Linked DNA regions of Mus musculus: all the other regions are linked to region 1. Evidence: chromatin contacts called from public ChIA-PET, Hi-C and promoter capture Hi-C data. All regions are on one chromosome and are shown on one strand. The core of a region is the stretch at or near the end of the contact, and the rest is flanking DNA. Distances in the headings are between cores, read along the strand shown.

Region 1 (3,874 bases), core at 110-2,609:
GGATTAGGGAAGAGAGCCCAGGTGTTCAAGATCTTAATCAAACAAGGCAAAACAAAACCCACCACTCCTGGCATGATCTATAGAATTTTAGCTGACTTTCTTTTGAACTGCATTGGCATTGATGTACTATTCTTCTAAGGACAATTTAATGATTTTGTAATAATATCATGTCCTGGATTTCTCGGGTCACTTCAGGTTTTGAATGAAGTGAGTTTCATGTTTCATGTCAAATGAGTTTAGTTTGTAAAATGTGGTCACTGACTCTTTGGAGTAACTGAAGTACTAATGGCCTTTAGCAGGGTGCAGCACTTCTATTTCTGAACCACAATTGTCAAGTTAAATGGAATAAAAGCAAAACTCATTCTGTGAGTCTAACCAATAAAAGGCCCTTAACAACACAGGGCCATTTTAAAACTTCATGACTTTAAAAACACAATTTCACATATGCAGCTATAAATTTATAGACGGCTAGTCATCCTTGCCACATTAAAAAAAATGAAAATATACTCGAGAGCTATTGTGCTTACAAGATTCAAAATAATCAGGAACCCAAACGTATGTTTGTGTTAATAAAGTAGGACTTTGTTTCCAGACTGTAATTCATATCCTTGGTAAGTCAGACCTAAGGTGATTCGTTGGCACTTGCGATGCTGTAGAAGGGTAATTATCTGAGGGAACTAAGTTTACTTTAATGAATTTGACTCATTATGCCTTGCAGAACCATGGCTATGCAGCGAACTGCAACATTTAGAACATTTGGAAATCTCATTCTGCTTTAATTACTATCCTTTGTAACAAGAGGTTTGCTCCTAACTCTACTCTTTTTTTTTTTTTTTTTTTTTTTTTTTAAGTTAAAACGCACGCCTTTAGGAGGGGAGAAAGCTTAAAAGTTGACTATGTTCAGAATGGTATTTAGGATTCCTAAAATTAACGGTGGTTTTCCCCGAGTCTACCAGCAGTGATCACTCTCCCTCCCACGATTCCCTGCAGGTTGGGATGTGAACAGCCCGGGGATGCTGCTGCAAACCCAGTGGGAGAGGGAGACAGGACTTTACCGGCGACACTTCGGCACTGTTGCTATGAGTGATTCATTCGCATATGGCACATTTGTGCCAAGGAAACCTCCTCCCGCCGCTTCCTTCTCCGAGCTCTCCTCAGACTGTCTCCGGCGCCTTGGCCTTTAAGGAGAAGCGAGAGAACCGGGAGCAGGTGGGCCCGGAGCAGCTCGCTCAGCCCGCCTCCCCCAGCTCTTTCCCTAATTTAGCAGTACTTCCGGCCGCGTGACATCATCCCCCGCACAAGCTGACGTGAGCGGAGGGTGACGTATGTGCGGAGAGGAGCGCGCTGACGTTGCTATTTAAAGGTCCTTCTGCGGGGAGGATGGAGACACAGCGCGAGCACCCGGCGTGCGGAGCGGACGAGGCCGTGGCGGCCCAGAGCCAGCGCAGGAGCCGAGCGCACTGCCCGTCCGCCGCCGGCCGCTAGGGGAGGGGAAGGAAAAAGGGACGGACCGACGGACCGGCCAGCTCATCCCCTCCGGTGTTGTTCCTCAGCGCCCCGGTCCGAGCCCGGGCCCCGCCTCCGCCGCGCCCCACCTCCTCCGCCGGCCTGCGGCGGCGGCAGCGCTCCGCCCCTCGAGCCGGGAGGGCCGCGCTCTCCGCCCCGCCCCGCCCCGCCCCGCCCCCTCTCCTGCTCCGCTGCCGTGCTCGTCTCACGCCGGCGGCGCGGACCGGGAAGCGGCGCCCTCGGCTGCGCTCGGTTCGGAGCCCGCTCCGTGGAGTCAGAGGCAGCGACGGGCGCCAGGCCGCCCGGGCCGACGGAGTCAGCCGCTGAGGGGAGTGTAAGGAGGCAGCGGCAGCCCCGGGAATGTGAGGCGGCGCGGAGCGGGAGAGACGAGCCGGGGTGGGGGCACGAGCCGCGGCTGCCGTGCCTCGGACGAGCCGCCAGCCTCTCGCCTCAGCGCGCGGCCGCCGGGAGCTTGGGGGCTGGGTGCAGGGGACCGCGCGGGGTTGGGTTCTCTGATTCATTCATTCTCCGCCGTCGGGAGCCCGAGGCCGCGGGTGCTGCGAGGAGAGGCGGGAAGAGGGGGCGGCCGCGAGCGGGGCTCCATTGTGCTCGGCGGGGGCCGGGAAGCCAAAGGAGGTGGGCTCGGGCCCCTGCGCTGCTCCCCGGCGGCTGCGCCCCCAGCTAGCTGCCAGCCTGGAAATGGCTCCGCTGCTGCTCCTCGGGAAAACGAATCGATCCTTCCCAGCCTTCTCTGCCTGCTCTCCACCTCCTCTCTGCTCCGAGTCTTAGGAGGACGAACATTCAAAGGACAGATTCCAATGTGGTGTGCCGTGCACATCGGGAGCGGCTGGGGTTTGCACTTCGAGATTTCTTCTATATAATTTTTTTTTTTAAACGTAAGGGAGGCAGTAGCATTGCTGCCTGTAGGATTTTTATTCAAGTGCACGTCGCGTTGGGTTGCACGCTCCACCCCCAGGGACCTGGTGTGGTGAAATTTGAACCCACCGCCTTAGCCCAAAAAGGCCGAGTAACCTGGCTGCCTGAGTGTCGTGGAAGACGTGAGCGAAATGACCAGCGAACTCATTTTTTATCAGACTTGCTGAAGCTGGCTTTTGCGTTTTTTCTACACGTACGCTTAATTTTGTGGAATAGTTAAGTGCTATATTCTCCGCGCAACCTTTTCAAATTCCAAATGTTTGAACATTTTGGTGTCAGCGCGAGTGAAATCATTTTACCGACAAGAACTAACTGAATTGTCTGCCTTGTTGAGTTGCCTCCGGAAAAGATCTCGGGGGTGGAAAAGCAACTGCAAAATAACAGACGGAGAAAATTCCTTGGAAGTTATTTCTGTAGCATAAGAGCAGAAACTTCAGAGCAAGTTTTCATTGGGCAAAATGGGGTAAGGATTTTGTGCTTATCACAGCTTTAAATCTGCTTATGCTTGTGTGGAGTTGAACGGTGGTGGTGACCATATTTTTAAATCCGATCCCTTGCAAAACGGGTACTACTTTAAATTAGAGATTTTATTTGCATTATTGTAGAGCGACACCAGAGGTCCTAATTAGAATGTGTAATGTTTGTAACTCAGTTATAGTTTTATTAATTATATATATATAAAGACAGTGCACTAGTCTACCCTGTACCTCTTAATTGATCAAACTGCTATATAGGTTACTAAAATTTTGCCATCTTAGGTTTGGTTGACGGTGTTGTTCAAAGAGAAGAGCTGCATTCTTCCAGTACTTTGTAGAAATAATCAGCTGTTACAAAGAGAGAATTGTAATGAGTAGTTAGACTCCAGTCCTTGAAACTGACCCTTTGTAAGTTGGTGCCCTGGCAGTGCCCTCTGTTTTATCCTTGAACATCCGAAACCAAATGTACAGCTTGGTTTATTGGGCATTAAACGAAAATCGCAGTGTTTCGATGTCCACGGTGTGGGTGCTGGAGAGACAAAGCTGTTGGTTGAAGGGACTTGTTCACTTTTTCTGTTTGCCTCAGACCTTTAGCTGGTGCCAGCGGTGTCAGATTTACATCTTCAGCATAGCCAAAAGCCGGTCTAGAGTGCATTTCCAAACTTTTCATTCTAAAGACTACAGCTTAATAAAATGCTAGGAGTTCTTTAGTTAAGCTGGGAACATGTGTTATGGAGTGGTGATCTATTCATTTCTTTAGTGGATTGTCAGTGCTTTCTCTGCGGTCCAACTAACACCGATAAATAAGTAGTTGAGGAACAAGGTTGGCAATGATGGATTTTGAAATTTCATTGTGATAGCTTAGGAACACACATTTTATAAAGTTCTTGAATAGTTGCTTTTTGTCCTGACAATTAAAATTTGAAGTCTGTTAGCTTATACAACTTTGAAAATGT
Region 2 (3,673 bases), core at 179-2,678, 950 kb before region 1:
GGTTGGAAATGGTGTATTAACACTATTCTAAAGCTTGAAGTCTCTGGAGTTATTTAACCTTGCTGCAGAATGATAGTAAGTTCCTGCCTGCCACTCTACTTTTTACTCTGAAAAGGCTGTTGGGGGTGACTGTTTTTGCCATCAGAGACAGAAACTGGCAGGAACAGTCTCTCATTACCTCACATTCTACTAAAATTATGTGGAATTCTCTACTTTCCTACTCATATGTTAAATAAAATACTTCTACAAGATCAATTTTAAAAAATCTATTTTCAAAATGCAAAATTATAGAAGGAAGAGGAGTAATAAACGACCAATGTATTTCCTGTTTCAAAGCTTCCATTCACTATTAAAAGATGTCCTGAGACTATCTGTTGGCAGATAATCTATGAAAAACTTAAAACTTTTGCCTAATATCCTCTCAGTGGTGAGTGCAAAATGAATCTTAGTGAATGTACAGAAATAAAAAAAAAGCCTTAAAAAGAGAGAGTAGAGCATTAGTCAGTATTGGAAAGAAATATAAATGAAATGGGTTAAGATTCTTAAACTGATTTGCAACTGCAGTAAAATACAGGAGATGCCCGTTACAATCACCTTCTACATCTTCAGTCTGGGAAATGACCGAGGCCTTAACTCACCCTGAACAAGTGTGACACATTGCCAGCTAGTGTGGGAAACATCCTTGGGCCTGTGTTTGTGGCAGTATCACGATGGGGTTTTGGTTTTGTTTCTCTTTGCTTTGCTTTGAACTATCTGATGGGCTGCAAGCAACAGGAAGTAGCCAACTATAAGCATGTACAGAAACTTCATCCATCTAAATGCTTACACTGGAAATCTGTACAGTAAAACGATATTCTGGCACGGGGATCAGAAAGACAGAGCACATGGTTTTGAATTCTGAGAAACTAGCCTTAATGACAGCTTTCTTCTAGTCAGCCAAGCAAGCATATGTAAATAAAGCTCCTCTTCAACCATCAATACAGTAGGGAAAATGTAAAGGAAAGAATGAAGAACAGAGGTTAAAAAACGCATCCTGGGCCGGCCGGCCAGTCCTCGCCATTCACCACGATAGAAGTTTCTGGCTCGGGTTCCGGCTACCGACTGGAAGCACCAAGACCTCAAATCTATTACCGCTGGTCGGGTAAAAAAGTCAACTAAAACAAGGACCAGAAGAAGCCGCCACCTTAAGCCTTCCCTGGCCCCGCCCCTTAGCCCTACCCACCATTAATAAGCTCTCCATAAGGCCTCCGCTTCCGGCCACGACGGCTACGCACCCGCCCCACCCTGACCCCGCCCCTAGCGGTCCGGCCCCACCCCGCCCTCTAGCTCCGCCCCGTCCCAGACAGAACCCGCCCGGGACGGCCTTCGCCTAGGTGGACGCTAGGGGCGCCGCGGAGCCGTACTTTACCTTCTCTGCTGGCTCCGTGGAGGACGCGCTGGATCTTAGGCTTCCCGCAGACCTGAAGAACCGGCTTAGAACCGTTTGCCTCCCCGGGCCTGGGCCGGCGGCAGTAGAGCCTCCCGACGCGGATTTCCCGCGGGGCATTGCAGTGTGCAGAAGAGCCGGCCTGCTAGGAGCGCGAGCGCGCGGCCGCACTTTCTCGCGCCTGCGCGCGCGCACGCCTCAACCTGTGCGGGACCGGCCTTGGGGGCGGAGCCTTAGCTACACAAATAGAATGCGCGGCGGGCCTTGGTGGGGGCGGGGCCTTAGCTGCACAAATAGGATGCGCGGCGGGCCTTGGTAGGGGCGGAGCCTTAGCTGCACAAATAGGATGCGCGGCGGGCCTTGGTGGGGGCGGGGCCTAAGCTGCGCAAGTGGTACACAGCTCAGGGCTGCGATTTCGCGCCAAACTTGACGGCAATCCTAGCGTGAAGGCTGGTAGGATTTTATCCCCGCTGCCATCATGGTTCGACCATTGAACTGCATCGTCGCCGTGTCCCAAAATATGGGGATTGGCAAGAACGGAGACCTACCCTGGCCTCCGCTCAGGTATTGGCCGGGCTGGGCTCGGGAAACTGAGGCGGTTCACTGAGTAGGGTCATGCACTTGGCTTGGACGCGCGGGACGGGCGTGAGCGGTAGGCCTACCGGCCTCAGCCAGAGACCAAGCTACCGGTTCCCGCGGTGATCCCCCTGCTGTGCCAGCCTTTGCTCACAGGCTCCCTGGCCGGGAGCAAAGTCCTGTCCTTGAGCGGGCAGCAACACCACCCCCCACACCCACACCGGACTTGCACCTTTCGTCGCTGAATGGAGCCTGAGCATACATGACGGGTTAACTGTTTCTCTAACTTTCAGGAACGAGTTCAAGTACTTCCAAAGAATGACCACAACCTCTTCAGTGGAAGGTAATGTAGAGTAATTAAGTCATGAGAATTATGTTTGCTTGAAGCAAGATTTACATGGTAGAGGTATGAGTAGAAAGTCTCCCCTGGGAATCTGGGATCTCTGTTTCTTGCTAGAAATTTTTGTGCGATTCCCAGATTTTATTAAACATCCTCTTAGAATACTCTATGTTTGAAATTTTGTTAGCAAGTGCATATAGCTCGAATATAACTGGGCAGAATCGGCAGCAAAATTTAGCACTTTGAATAGAGACCTGAGCCGGTATTTAGAATTGTTACTGAAAGACAGAAGACTTGAGTAAATGGAGAAAAATGCAGGGGAGAAGAGGCTAAAAATAATTTAAATCTGTTGGCTTTAGGAAGACACGGTGGGATGAAGGCTGTGGTCTTCAGTGAGGCAGTCTGGGTGACTGACTTTAAAAGAATGGGGAGTGGTGTGCAATAATTATAAGGCAGTTTCCCATTACTTGTGATTGTAAGGACATTCGCTGTAATTCTTCCTAACAGACATGTTTGCTTATTGCTTATCATTGTAGGAGAGGAGGGCAGAGCTGATGGGAAAAAGAAGTCAGCAGTGTAGATGTTGAACATTAGTAGAGAACATAGTAGGTCACTGTGTAGACAGGTTGACAAATGCCATCTTGGGGGCGTGGCACAAAACATGCACACAAGCCACCTATTCATGTTCTCTACTGAGTAGCCTGGCGTTGGGATTAATGAGTCTGATGGCCAGCTGTGCTGCTCTTTCTACGATGACTCCTCAGTTCTTAGAGGGCACACTGTGAGCAATCTCAGCACAGCAAGATTTGTTACACATCAGCTGCACCTCCAGCTCCTTGCCATTGTGGACCAGAAAGTTCTAGAGCCGCTAGGCAGCATGTGCTTGGCTTTCTTGTTGTTCCTGTAACCAATGTTGGTCATCAGGATCTGGCCCTTGAATCTTCTCTGTACCCCGCTGTCAGTGCCTCTGGGTTTCCAGTTTCCCTTAATTTTCACGTATCAGTCTGACTGGTGTCTGATGAACTTCTTGGTCCTCTTTTTGATGATCTTGGGCTTCACCAGAGGCCGGCGAACAGCCATGATGCAGCAAAACAGATGGCAGCCACCTTGTAGGCAGTGCCAAAGAAGAGCTGCAGATGCCATCTTAACACAGTCTACTCTGAGTTCAAATCCTACTACCCGAATAAAAAGCTGGACACAGTGGCACATTTGTAATACCAGCATTAGGGAGGCACAGACAGAAAGATCTCTGGGGCTTGCTCTGTAGCCAATTTGTGGGCTCCAGGTTCAGTGAGAAAACTTGTCTCAAGAAGATAGATAAAGACACCCAG
Region 3 (3,361 bases), core at 69-2,568, 980 kb after region 1:
TACAGAGTTTGGCAGGCTGAGGTAGAAGGAAAGAAAGTTCCAAAGCCAGGTACACTACCTAGTGAGACCCTGTCTCAAAACAACAATGAAAACCAAAACAAAAAAGCAAATGAATAGATCGGGAGGACCAGGTGTTGAAAGTTACAGTCAACTCAACCATAACAGCTTTCTCTGTAGTTTTGCAAAATGAGTCCAGCTGTCAGGTATAAGGGGGATAACTTCATTAAAAGAATCCTTCATGAAGACATGAGGTTAAAACCATCAGAACAGGGGTGCCTTTTGCTTCAATATTGCAGGTAAGCCACAAAAGGACTAAAAAGAGGTAAACCCAACAGGCCAGAAGCAGCACTTGGGTGCCCACAAATTAGTTCCTACTTCACCTTTGAGACTACAAATTAAAGTTTGAGCTGCACACAGTCAGAGCAATTAAGAAAGAACTAACCAAGCCAACAGTTGGAAGAAATTGCCTTGCTATGCCTCACAGTCTTTAAGAAAACCAAAGTACTTTTCAAGGCAAAGTTCTCGGACGCGGCATTAAATTTTAGAGCAGATGCCTAACATTTAAATGGCCTGCCTAGGCATTTATTTCTATGCCAAGCCCTTCTGAGGCTTGGGATCCGATCAGGTCCACTCCATGAAGGAAAGAGCTCACTCACGTGAGGAACGGAATCCTCAAACAGCTCGGATCCCCGGTGACGCACTCCCAGCTTGGAAAATGGCCCAGGGTCCACCTCCCTAACAGCAGCTAGGTGGGGAGATGCCCGTGTGCACTATTGTTTCCAGATGTTTATTTATTTTTAACTTCTGTTTGATGCCCGTTCCCCTAAACTGGGCCCGGTGGGGAAGGGGGCCTCTGGCAGCGCCACTGGTGGCTCTGGGAGCAACCGAGTTTTGATAATAAAAAACACCCCTTTATCCTTTTATCGCAGCGTCCGTGTATCCGCGCCTCTCTCCCGCACACCTTGGCCGTCACCGGCACGCAGCGCCGGTGCCAGGTCCCCATGACAACCCCAGCCCGGGCGCCCCGGCCTCCCGGCCCCCGCCCCGCGGCCCGCCGTGCCGACCGGACTAGTGGCGGCCACACATGCCCCGCTCCGCTCCGGACCCGGCTCCCGGTCCGGCCGGTCCGCGGCCCGGTGCGAGCCTCCTGGCTGGTGGCGCGGCCAGTGGTGACGCTGCGTCCCGAGACCCTCCCGACAGGGCCTCCACGGCCACCGCGACGCCCAACGCGGGCCAGGGCCGCGGCCGGGCGCTCACCTTGAACGGGTTGTTGAGATCCGGATCCGCAAACGGGTTGCTGTCAAAATCCGACATTGCCCCGGCACTGCGCGTCACCCACCCGAGCCCGGCGCCGAGACACAGACGAGGCGAGGCCGCCGCCCCCCTGCGCGCTCACGTCGCCGCCGCCGCCGCACAGATCCGGGTGCAGCTCGCGGGCCACCGAGCCGGCCGTGCCACTGAGCATGCCCGGTGCGGCGGAGGCCCGCGGCGCCCAGCCATCCGGCCGTCCCTTCCCGCCTGGATCTGCGCTCCGGGCTCTGCCTCCGACCGAAGGGCGAGCGCAGGCGGAGGGCAGGTTCCAAGCCCCGGGCCGTGGACCCACCTAGTGCGGCTTGGGGAAGGGGTGGTGGCCTGTGTAGGGGAGGACGGTGCGCGCAGGTCCCACGTGGCAGGTGGGGGAGACAAGACTTGGAGAGCGAGTAGCTGAGGTGCGAAAACATCCGCCGCAGACACCAAAGATTCCAGACCCCAGAGAGGATAGGAACCCTAAAGCAACTTAAAACATCGCTGCCCGACACACCCCAACCTGGGAAACCCAGCCGGTCCTCCGATCCCAGGTTACTGCGAAGTCACGGAAAGCGGCTTCGCGCTGAGGATCCGGAGTTGCTCCAAGAAAAGGCAACATTCACTGCGGGGAGGGGGGGGGGGCAGCCTCTGTCTCCCATCCTCCCTCCCCACTCATAAATAATGGGGGGTGGGGGCACGTGGGACGGCCGAGTAGGTGGCAGAGTCTATCGACCCAGACCCTCAAGTTACTGATAATGGAAGAGAAATTGTTGACGTTTATTTTCAGGCATTTGGATGCAGAATACACACCTCCTAATATTTGCCTTTTTTCTTCCAAGTGCCGGGAATGATTATTGAAAACTACAGTAAATGACATATCAGTCATTGCACCACCCGGAACTTGTTGAGAGGACATGGCTTTCTCAACTCTATCCTTCCTTCCACTTTTAACAGAAGGGCACTTGGGTGAACCCAGAATTATTTTTATTTGGCAGGGACCTAAGAACTGGAAAAACCCAGATTTAATTATCCATAGCTTTTTGAGGGCCTTGCGCTAGGCAAAGTCACCTAGGCAATAATAACTTTCCCCAATGTGAAAGCGCACCCACCCACCCACGCACAACGTGCTGTAGTCTGGTAGAATCCAGGTTGGGATGACAAAGCAGCTGCTTCTAAGGCAGCCAACTAATTAGGAAGTAGGCATCCAACAGTGATCACCACAAGGTGGAAAGAATCTAAGATTGGGGGCTCTGCTCCCAGATCCTCGGCAGCTGCCTGTACCTGGTTCTGACTCAGGGTTCAGCACCTGTTGAAATCCAAGCTCAACTACAAAAGTTACTTTGTGCTCCTGTGCTAACCTCTCTGAGTGTTAGAGGCTAAAGAATAAGTATGAAAAACTGCGTAAAACGTGCCCCGCATGTCTTTAAATCCAGGTAAATATTGGCTGAACGTGTGCAAACAGCGAGGGTACCTACCCTGCCCCTTGTTCTGTGGGTTGTCTCATCTCTCCTGAACCTGACCTTATCCAGCTGATTCCCATTGTTTGGGCTCTCAATCCTTCCAAGGATCCCCCAGATGACTCAAGTATTCAGACTATTATACTTAACTTCTGTGTTCCAAGCCCATAGAGATCAGCTGAGCATGCAATGCCTGGTGGAAATTTCCAACTGTACTCTCTCTCGCTCTCTCTTTTTTTTTAAGCTAAAGATGCACTCACTGCTCCAACCCCACGGAGTTCCTGGGCAGACACCCAGGCCTGTGCGTCTCCTAGCCCCAAGAGTTTGCATTAGGGTTCCCAAATAGGGACCCTGCATCTTCATTTTTAAAAAGGTCTTTATATAAATGTTATTGTGTATAAATTCCTAAAACAGGTTCAAAACATAACTATGGGCTGTTATGATTTTGTTTCCTAGTACTGGCATTAAAATACCCTGGCAGAAAGCAATCCCAACAGAAAGGAGGTCTATTCGGCTCACATTTCAAGTTGTCTATTGTTTCAGTACATCAAGACAGGAACTTGGAGCAGCTATTAACTCAAATGTAAGGAATGATGGTGCCCACGAGGGTCTGGCTC
Region 4 (3,386 bases), core at 242-2,741, 690 kb before region 1:
TTAAGAGGCATGCTCTCTCTAGGATAGTGACATCAGTACTCAGAAACCCTCAAGCTAGTGCTTGCATAGGGCTGGCAAACAAACAAAAGCAAAACAGGAGTCCACTACGAGGTCTCTGATCCTAATCCAGTGACACTGGGACACTGGGTGAGGGGTCTCCTAAAAGAGTGGGTAAGTTCCAGCTCAAAGGTTTGGACAGTTTACCCCCCTCCCCCACCTCTTGGTCGGTTCCCACAAAGACAAACTCTTGGTGTCAGACCGGTTTCCCCAGGGGCTGAAGTTCTAAGTCTAGTGACCGCCCTGCAGCAAACAATGGAGCTCGCTGTGAAGCCCTGCGGAGGTCCTGGCTCTGAGTTACAGGCTGCCACCCAGCAGGTTGCTCCTCCCACACCTTCTTATTTTTAGTTACAGCCACTGTCTTCATAACTTTTCTTAACCGCCAAGTAGGGCTCGGTTGTGTGTGTTACTCTAAACTCCTGGATCTAAGACGCCAGAAGATTCAGCGTTGGTAATAACTAAAGCACGGATTATCAAAAACAGTTTTTTTTAGTTTCTATCTCCTAAAGTTCCCAAGACACTATAGGCAAAGGCTCTGTCCAGGGAAGGTCAAGTCCTGGGTTTTGTGCCTGAGGATCAGACGCTAGGCTAGGATTGTCAGCTAGGCGTTTTCACTTCCCAAGGCTTTAGGCAAGCTATTCAAGTTACTTATCCGCTGTCACTTTCCTCACACGGGTACAGCAATGTTTATCTGAAATACTCTTCCAACCAAAAAGGCATTGGTGTAAAAATCATACTAACAGAAATGGTTTTACATTTGAAGTAACCGTGAGAAGAGATTCAGGTAGAGAGCAAAACTTGGCACTCCCTTGGCATCCAACAAGCAAATGTTGGAATCCTCCTTTCAACGTGGGTCAGCTGAGAGGCAACTAGGACCCCAACCTAGGTTCCCAGATCGACTCTCGGTCAGAGTTCCGCGGGAACAGCAGGTGGAACAGCTAGGCGCCTGGGGAGACCTGGCATCTGAGGGGGTGCGGGAACAGAGGGGTTTCCCGAACGTGGATCTGGTAGATGCCTGAGGAGTAAGGCGATCGCAGTCCCATACCAGTGGCGCCCTCGTGGAGGGACCAGCGCAGGGCATTCGGGAGGGAGTCTTCCTCTAGGGCTACGGTTTTAACTACCAAAGGCAAGCGGATCTAGTTTACTGGATCCGGGGCGGAGGAGCGCCGCGAAACCCGGCGGGTCAGTAAAACCCGAGAGCTTGTAAAGACTGCATTCCCTTGGTCTAACTCCGGCGGAAGTGCCAGAGAGGAAGAAGCCCACTGTGCTGCCCGGAAAGGGGCGGGGCCATAGCCATCCGCCGGGCCGCTCAAGGGGCGGGGCCTAGGATATGGGGCGGAACCTACACTCGGGGCGGTCTTAGGGCGGAGCCTGTGGGGCGGGGCTTGGCGGCGGTTGTTTTCGGGCCAGGGTACGGGGCTCTCAGCTGGGCTGCTGGGCTCGGGGATAGGAAGCAAGACGAGCTTCTTCAGTCGCGCGCTCGCGGACCAAGCCGAGAGGGCCCGAGTGACGGGCCCAGCGGGCAGCGTCCCCGAGGCGAGGTCGTCGGCCGCGGTGATGTCTGCCCGGTGCTGTGCTGGCCAGGTGAGCGAGGCGGGCTGCCGCGCGGGTTATCAGAATCGCGGACACCGACGCGAGCCAAGCTCGAGTTCTGGAAACCCTGTGGGCGGGAAGGGACGCGGGGAAGCCCGAGAGGCAACCCCAGCGACCTCGGTGTTCGGCCTCCGGGATTCCGGGCTGGCAGGGCGAGCGGGTCTGGAGCTGAGGATCCCATCGGTTCCCAGGACGTGTCACCTCCGGTCGAAGCCTCGAGTAGTGGCTCTGAGTTCCGTAGCTCTCCTGCCACTGCACTGCCTGTGGGATAAATCCAGGAAAAACGTGGGGTTGGACAAGATCTCTGTTTCTGTACTCCGAGCACAACTGGTCAGTCCGAGCAGGGCGGCCGCGTTTGGCATCTCCAGGTCTAGAACATGGGGCTCTGTATTCACGAGAACGTCTGGATATCCGATTTGCAAACTCCCGGACACAAGTCTAGGCACAGGGAAGGCTCAGCCCTGCTTTATGGGTTTACCGACCGGACCCTACCCAACCCTGACTGGGCACGAGCCTTCGCTCCCTTCTTTGCAACTCATCTTGCTGGAACCTGTTTTGTAATCTTGCCAGTTAAATTCACGATATCCAAGCCATAGGAGGCTCCTAACTGGAGAGAATTATTAGGTTTTAGCCCTTTAATGCTAATTTCCCTTTTTTTTCCTGCAGGGTTAGAAAAACAACAGCGAACTAGGTAAAGCCATCTGGATGTCTTTCTCCCATGTTGTCTTTTTGTTAGGTTTTAAGGGGTTATAAAAAACAAAAACAAAACCTCGAATCTGATCGCGGTGGGTGGGCATTCAGGTGCAGGACTGGTCTTGTTTACTTTGAACGTCAGGACAATGGGAGCCAGCTGTACGTGCTGTAGGGGGTTAAGCTGTGTCTCTGGACCCATCAGGTTTAGTGGCCTATAGTAGTCCTGTCCTCTTAGAGGTGGCCCTGTATGTCAAGCTGGCATTTTTCAGAAATGAGGAAAGTGGGGCTTTTTGGTTTGAGTAAAATGATGCCCGTCCCCTCAATGTCTGGAAAGGAAGGACGAAGGAATATGACCCATTCAGGCTTTTTAGACCAAGAGGGGCAGAAAAGATTGTTTTCAGAAAATTGCAAATATTCATTCTCTCTCTCTCTCTCTCTCTCTCTCTCTCTCTCTCTCTCTTTGCTGGTGCTGTAAGTTCTAGGCAAGTGCTCTTTGAGCAGCACCTCCAAGTCCATTTTTCTGGTTGTTTTGTGATACTCTTCAATTTGATGCAACCCTTTTCATTGTATAGTAAGTAATTGCATGTATTTGGGGCCATCAGCCCTTCTCTCTTGGAAGCCCCGTGAAGATCTTTCCTGACAGGTGCTTGACTTCAGGTTCTGAGAATTTATTGTTAGTACTTAAGTGAGTTTTAAAAAATATTGGTATGAGTGATATTTTGCCAGGATGTATGACTTGTTTCTAAAATCCCCCTCTTAGGGCTTTGGAAAGAACCAAGTCCTGGCCATTCCCCACAGAATCATAACTTCTGTTTCTCAGGGCTGCTGAAGGTCTCACTGTGGTAGGTTTCAGTGCAGTGAGCAGCGCTCACACCATGGTTTTATATCGCTATGTGAGGGCGTGAGCTTTAGCTAAATGTTAGAATGCTTGTCTAGCATGCACTTAGCTGGATTCAGCCACTAGTACAAAATGAACCCCTCAAACCTCACACTGTCATCAGAAGCTGAGTCTCTCAGTTGTATCCATATATTGTTTTCCAAGC

Evidence for each region. A called contact is a pair of places that touch in the nucleus more often than the background predicts. ChIA-PET counts read pairs in DNA pulled down with a chosen protein or histone mark. Capture Hi-C pulls out chosen DNA fragments and counts their contacts.
Region 2: a Hi-C map of pre-B cells shows a contact between it and region 1, with 4 times the contacts expected there. The contact joins the promoter of Dhfr here to the promoter of Homer1 in region 1. A contact is called at or near these places in 5 of 39 promoter capture datasets (the C10 cell line, hippocampal neurons, liver and 1 more), 5 of 484 Hi-C or Micro-C datasets (CD4 T cells, embryonic stem cells, muscle stem cells and 2 more), 2 of 115 datasets of contacts at active chromatin or transcription factors (memory CD8 T cells and thymic regulatory T cells) and 2 of 9 other capture datasets (liver and pancreatic islet).
Region 3: an RNA polymerase II ChIA-PET map of memory CD8 T cells shows a contact between it and region 1, with 9 read pairs. The contact joins the promoter of Scamp1 here to the promoter of Homer1 in region 1. A contact is called at or near these places in 1 of 39 promoter capture datasets (liver), 2 of 115 datasets of contacts at active chromatin or transcription factors (memory CD8 T cells and microglia) and 2 of 9 other capture datasets (adipose tissue and liver).
Region 4: a promoter capture Hi-C map of adipose tissue shows a contact between it and region 1. The contact joins the promoter of Serinc5 here to the promoter of Homer1 in region 1. A contact is called at or near these places in 3 of 39 promoter capture datasets (hippocampal neurons, liver and pre-B cells), 2 of 484 Hi-C or Micro-C datasets (LSK cells and embryonic stem cells), 5 of 115 datasets of contacts at active chromatin or transcription factors (astrocytes, differentiating embryonic stem cells, memory CD8 T cells and 2 more) and 3 of 9 other capture datasets (adipose tissue, embryonic stem cells and liver).

What each region holds. Positions count from the first base shown.
Region 1 is chr13:93,302,398-93,306,271 of GRCm38.p6, forward strand. It overlaps Homer1 (homer scaffolding protein 1), which reads left to right and starts at 1,360. Exons shown (of 10, transcript NM_147176.4): 1 at 1,360-2,905. The coding sequence starts at 2,901.
Region 2 is chr13:92,353,355-92,357,027 of GRCm38.p6, forward strand. Dhfr (dihydrofolate reductase) reads left to right here and starts at 1,429. Exons shown (of 6, transcript NM_010049.3): 1 at 1,429-1,990; 2 at 2,296-2,345. The coding sequence starts at 1,905. It overlaps Msh3 (mutS homolog 3), which reads right to left and starts at 1,649. Exons shown (of 24, transcript NM_010829.2): 1 at 1,409-1,649. The coding sequence starts at 1,546. It also overlaps the pseudogene Gm19308.
Region 3 is chr13:94,283,963-94,287,323 of GRCm38.p6, forward strand. It overlaps Scamp1 (secretory carrier membrane protein 1), which reads right to left and starts at 1,319. Exons shown (of 9, transcript NM_029153.1): 1 at 1,258-1,319. The coding sequence starts at 1,314.
Region 4 is chr13:92,609,647-92,613,032 of GRCm38.p6, forward strand. It overlaps Serinc5 (serine incorporator 5), which reads left to right and starts at 1,492. Exons shown (of 12, transcript NM_172588.2): 1 at 1,492-1,641. The coding sequence starts at 1,615.